Linked DNA regions of Gasterosteus aculeatus: region 2 is linked to region 1. A link is a contact called in public Hi-C data. All regions are on one chromosome and are shown on one strand. The core of a region is the stretch at or near the end of the contact, and the rest is flanking DNA. Distances in the headings are between cores, read along the strand shown. Region 1 holds the start of rbm7 (RNA binding motif protein 7). Region 2 overlaps clmpb (CXADR like membrane protein b).

The links. Hi-C and Micro-C count contacts between places; a contact is called where the count stands out from the background.
Region 2: a contact with region 1 is called in a Hi-C map of whole body, with 7 times the contacts expected there. The contact joins the enhancer-like site here to the promoter of rbm7 in region 1. A contact is called at or near these places in 4 of 6 Hi-C or Micro-C datasets (blood and trunk muscle, skeletal muscle and whole body).

What each region holds. Positions count from the first base shown.
Region 1 is chr1:4,645,724-4,648,824 of fGasAcu3.hap1.1, reverse strand. It overlaps rbm7 (RNA binding motif protein 7), which reads left to right and starts at 1,413. Exons shown (of 5, transcript XM_040188212.2): 1 at 1,413-1,714; 2 at 2,088-2,250; 3 at 2,803-2,878. The coding sequence starts at 1,622. LOC144411472 (a long non-coding RNA gene) reads right to left here and starts at 2,088. Exons shown (of 2, transcript XR_013468646.1): 1 at 1,906-2,088.
Region 2 is chr1:4,745,443-4,748,543 of fGasAcu3.hap1.1, reverse strand. clmpb (CXADR like membrane protein b) reads right to left here. Exons shown (of 7, transcript XM_040179306.2): 7 at 2,738-3,101. Among protein-coding and RNA genes, the nearest start is that of LOC144411482, 25 kb to the left of the region's middle. Within about 2 kb of position 1,438, at least 1 of the 9 cell types and tissues checked has open chromatin away from gene starts, as enhancers often do.

The DNA.
Region 1 (3,101 bases), core at 164-2,663:
TTTAGTCATCAAACTGTGTACGACACAGGTGGGATTTTATGGTTCAGGCTTTTTTTTTTTTACTGCTTCCATTGCAACCTTGCAGTATTTTAAATCACACGACTTTTTGTTGGACTGCGACATTTTATCCAATCCAATACAAGCGTTAACAACTGTTCACAGCGGCAAAGCTCCCGCAAGACATGATGACAGCAACGGTTTTGGTGTTAAATTGCTGTGTTTATTGCCACGTGAGTAATGAAAGTGATGGAATGAGCACCTTTCCTGGAATAAATAAATCATAGAGATTTCAAGGTGGAGAGACTATAGCATGCGGCCCACTTTGTTCTTTCATGAATTAAACACCATGACAAAGCCAAAGATTCAGATTGTCTCTGATGTGTCATCACAATTTGGTCTGACTTAAAGCATAATCCTTGAGGATATCTCCCAGGCATGAAGGAGAAAATCATTAGTTTTGAATTGATATATTTAATCTGATTAGGGAGGAAGTCAAGCCTCTCACGCCGCCCGCTTGACCTCCACACTCTGCAATGTCGCAACCACCAGCGGCACCGAGTCACTGACCCAAAAACTGAGCCACAGGGTAAAAAGATAGAAAGCCTTATCTGTGTGTAACAGCCAGGCAGTCAGAGAGACTGAATATGCCATACAGGGGAAGAAGGATTTGTTATTAGCAAAGTTAACGTTGCCTCTGGCTTCAACATAGAAGACAGAATTGCACAGTATGGGCAAGGCACAAAAAGGAATATTTAAAAATACAATAAAAATATGAAAGAAATGTAGTGCAGAAAATAGGTGCAAACAGTAATGCCTGTCTCGTACACAGAAGGCAATCAGACAGTAGAAAATGCGTGTGAATAGTTAGATTTTAATAAACTTTTCTGTACTGACTCAGAGTCACACTGTCAAAGCTAAGTGAGACGCAGTTATTGCTAAAGTCATATTTGTGCTTTTCCTTTCTATGACAAGACACGTGATGATAAAAACAATAAAGCAGACCGGAAGAGTAATACAGCATGTAGAAAGGAACCGATTAGTGATCAATAGATCAGTGAATTGGCAGAAAGCAACAATTGGTGATTGATTTATCTGTTCAGTTCATGTTTTTGGAAAGGCTGCTGCAGTGTTTACTAAAAGAAAAGAGAAGAAGCATGCAATTCAAAATGCGATGGAACATGGCATCTTTTTCTGGTTGTAAACAGAATGCTAGAATGGGTATTTAATTGCATGTTACGTACCAACAGCTCTTCTGTTCTGTGTCGTTTTTATATACGGTACAATGCTTATGTTTGTGTTACTATGCTGCAGGAGCTTAAAAAAACAGTGTACCCCAAATATAAAACATTGCAATTTTCACACATTTCTATTAGAAACATATTTGCATTTATGTTTACGCAGATAAGCAGCAGTTATCATCCAAGCAAAGGACCACTTCTATCTTTGATTGACATATGTGTCGTAAAGCCACCGCTGTTCACTACGACAGAAGCGTGTGTTTAACGGCAGTTCCCTTTGCGGCCCCTGGGCCTTCCGGCTATATTTGTCACAGCGCTTTTTTTTTTTACGCTAGACGTTAGCATTCCTGTTGCTTGAGAGAGCGAGTATCTGCTCAAACAAAATGGGAATAGAGGAGGAAGCGGACCGGACGCTCTTCATAAGGAATTTGGATACAAAAGTGTCGGAGGAGCTTTTGTTCGAGCTGTTTGTGCAGGTGCGGTTGTCGCTTACATTTTTTTATGTTAGCTAGCAATCGTAAAGTCAACAGATAGCATTCCGAGCAACATGCTAACAGATTGGAAGCTGGTCAGTTCCAAATATTAAACCGTTAAACGGTATGCTCTTTTACAATTAGTGTAGACGTGTGTGTGTGTGATATTACCAATGTTTGTGGTGCGCACGTACCTTTTTGATATTTGCAATGCACTCACGGGAGTTAGCCTTAGCTAACGTTAGCTGCTGCTTCGTTGACGTTAACGTCATTAGCGTCTACTTGTTTTTTTTTTTTTAGCCTTAGCTAACGTTAGCTGCTGCTTCGTTGACGTTAACGTCATTAGCGTCTACTTGTTTGTTTTTTCCTTTTGCAGGCGGGGCCTCTCATCAAAACTAAAATTCCCAAAGACCCGGATGGGAAACAGAAAACATTCGGTTTTGCTGTCTACAAACACGAAGTGTCCGTGCCGTACGCCATGCAACTACTCGACGGGACGTCGCTGTTCGGGAGAACCATTCACGTGCAGTTCCGATCAGGTCAGAAACAAACGGGGAACTTTTTAACAGTGACCCTGGCAGGCGTGTTTGGGGGGGGGGGGTGAAGCCACGGTCTTGAAAAAGTCTCCTGACCATATCTTCGAAGTCCTTTTCAAAGAGTCTTCTAACCATCCGGGTGAAAACATTCCGTCAGCTAAGCGTCACAAAAGGATTTCCTTCTGTTACCTGTAAAGGTGATGTGAGGACTGCCGTCTTGGTTTGTAGAAATAAAATAAAAAAACATTTAATTAAACATTTTAATTGTGTGGCCTGTCAGGATGGGGCTGGGGTGAGCTGAGTTTTAGGAATATTTTAACAATGTATATTATGATACAACACACAGCGTGAATTCTCGCTGCCTTTTGAGTGATTTAAGTGTAATAGGGTTAAAACATGCATTAAATGTTCCTGTCAATCAGAATATTGGCCATGTCTCAGTGGCTGGTGATGCAACTTTGCAGTCTGCTGACTTAAAAGTAAACAATTGTACTAGTTTATTACCAACTGGACTTGATGTGTCCTTGAACCGTTTTTCCTTTTGTCTCATTGTAGGTAGCAGTCACGGCAGCAGTCCAGGGAACTCACAGAATACAAGTCCTGCAAATAACCCCAATCCGCATGGCCAGAGGTAACATTGTCTCAACGGTTGGTTATTGTCGAAGTCACCTGTTGCTTTGTCATCACATTGCTGACAGGAGTTTTATCTTAACTTTGGGCTGCCAATTTTGAGTTTGGGTATTCAATACAAACTGGACTAGATGGAGTCGAATGCATCTGTGTTGGTTTGTTGTAGCAACAGCAGAACCACAGCGCTGTCTGTTTCAAGCTATCTGAACAGCTGTAGCAGCTGA
Region 2 (3,101 bases), core at 189-2,688, 100 kb before region 1:
CCTGTGAAGCGACCCTGCAGCGTTTTCTTCTCCCAGCACCGAAAAAGTTGATTTATCCTGAACCGGCAGCTCGTCATGAAACACATCACACTCCATAGTTAGTTAGCTACAAAGGTCAGATAGTCAGAACATGGGATGGATGCTCACATTTAGTGGGGGGTTTCATGGGTGCATTGTTCATAATTGGGCTTCTCAGGCAGAACGGTATCAGGTAGTTTACAATTTAGTCTCCACATATGGATCATTTCTCTTCAGTCTACTTGCAAAGACAACTCAAGTTTTGAAAGTGGAAAAGCGCTGGCGACCGAGTGTCGAAAAATAGCGCGCTATTAACCTCCCTATCTAAATTCATGCAGCTCTATAATTAGTGTAGTTGTTAGAGAATGAATATGCTGCAGATGTGGGTCACATCACAGTATTCATTACCCAGAGATAATCAGTGCAACGACACACAAAGTCCACAGTGCTGCTGAGGGTCGACAACGGGGAAGACAACTCATGCCATCGGTGGTGAGCGGACAATACTGTGCTTTTATTAACGGTGATCAGCTCAGAGAGGAATGAAATGTGCGGATTCAACCGTGTTTCAAGCAGGAGCCCGAGAGAGCAACAGCACACTTGTTTTCCTGCACTTGGAGCACATGTGAGGCTCCAGCAGAGGGCGCTACAAGCACAGACACCATGACAATGGCAATTTGAGCCATTAGACGACTGTGCACCGTGACTGCATGAATGGACAACTTCTCCTTGACAGACCGTGTTCACAATGAAATCAGGACACGGTTTGGGGATCCAGGATGTGAGATCTGATGACGAGATCATTTTTGAAGAAAAAGGAAATATTATCCTAGCCTCACAAACTCAGGTTATAAAAACGATGACACAAACACAGCTGAAGGCTGGAAACTCAAGGTCCAAAAGGACATTTCTGGTGCACTAATCTTAGCTGACAATGTACGATGTGTGACTTCTGATTCCTCTCGTCCCATCAGCGCCGCAGATAACGAATCAACACCAGGGGGTGCAACTATATAAGTGGATTCACTTATCAGGGACTTGTGTGGCAATCTCCGATCTCAAAAGTATTTCGATTACAGATGGAGGCCGAGAGTAAAATACCATTTGTTATTAATTAGACCGAGAAACTCGCTCAGAGCGAAACACGTCTTATCAGCGCGACGCCACATTGCATCACTCTTGTGTTGGGGGATAATTAGAGAGCAAGTGTCTGCGTTAATCCACAATTGTGACACATCGCGCTATTCGATGCCTCGCAACAAGATGTGCCCTAAATAGGCCCAACAAATTGTGTGAGTAACACATTATCTCAAAGACTCTGAGTCACTTGCTTGACGGTCCGAGCTGTTACCAAGCGACGTCCACGTGCACGTGACCGACAGGTGCGTCTGTGTGTCCGTGGGCGCGGCCAGCGACGAGGGCTTTGTGACAGCGCCATCACACATGGCTAATCATGTGGAACAATGTGCACAGAAGCGTGGGACAGAGAAGGGGACGAATTGGGGATCTGGCCTCAAAAGACGAGACCCCCGCCTCATGTGGATGCTGCGTTTTGAAGGGATGCAAATGAAGCAGGCGAATCCTCGACAAGGTCAAAGAAGGCGCCGGCGAGGGCGCCGTCGCGCTTTTGTGTGCGTCCTTGACGTAGAGACAAAGTCGCACGCTGTCCCTTCAGCCGAGGGGGGGGGGAGGGTTGACGCCGACGATCCATCTTGGCAGTTTAATACATGGTCAACATCAACTTTTCAGAGGGGAGGAGGTGAATGTCAATGAGTGGCTAAAGGGTCAAAGGATATGGCTGACCTCGCTGCAGCCGGCTCAAGTGTCGCGTTGAAGGGATGTTGATGGAGAGACACCAAGGAAGCAGCGTAAGTCGCATCCTCAGCCGCTGTAAGACCGCTGGGCGTGATGGTGCTTAGTTATACTGCTGTACGGAAAAATGGACGTCCATCAACGGCCCATACGAGCAGAACTGCATGGTGCCACATTCATTCCAATGGAAGCGCTCCCCGGGTGCATTTACACAAAAACATCAGGCAATGAATTTATTGTTTTACTGACTAACAGAACTTTTACAGCATCTTTGCGCAGGTGCAGAATTGATTTGAACCAAATGCCCAAACAGAAGCATTATGGACAAGACATTTCTAGAGTTTTTTCATTCAATTCCATTCAAATGTTGATATTTTCGTGGAAAGAATGGAAAAGTCAGTGGACACCCAAATTAAATTGAGTTCATCCCCAAGGGGACATGAATGACATTTGTTTCATGGTAATCCATCCAATAGTTGGCCACGTCCTTCACAACTGTGCGTCAGCCGCTCGGTGCTGCAGTTGTTTGAGATGATTTAGATATTCTCAGGATGAAGTGAAACATTTGACCCGAGGTGACACTACCAGAACAGATCAGGTGGCCACAGAAGATACTCCAGAATTTGTCCTCTGAGGATTTTTAAAGTCTTTACGAAATATCTTGGCCATCTATCCAGTAATTGTTAAAGTATTTAAGGTATTTTAAGGTATTTAAGGTATTATTAAGAAGCAGGTATTACTTTTTTATGTACACACACTCCCCATCAATGTGATGCACAACAAGATCGGCTCACACAAAGGTTTTCCAAAAATCTGAATTACATGATTGTCACTCAGGTGAGTGTTGAAAATGTCGTGTTGTTCTTGTTCAGAGTCCGAACTCCAAATCACGATGCAGCAAGACCAGTTAAGTTGTCATTGGATATTTTATTTGCAAATGAAAGAGTAATAACTCAGAAGTCGTAAAAATATACATTTTTTTACTTGTGATATTTACATGGATTGTTTTCATCAAACGAACCAACAAAGAAATCTGTACTGTTTTATAAAACCAAAGAGAAGCCACGGCAGAAAAACGGATGAGAGTAAGGAAAACAAAAGTGTCTTACGTTTCCCTTTTGTGACGCCGCGCCGAGCGCGTCCCCCTCCCCCCCCCCCCCCCGACATCCAATCAACGTAGTCGGAAGAACCCGCCAACCACACAGATCCCACACAGGCCCGTGATGAGCTCACAAAGAAAGTGCAAAGTACATAGATGATGAATTCAAAAT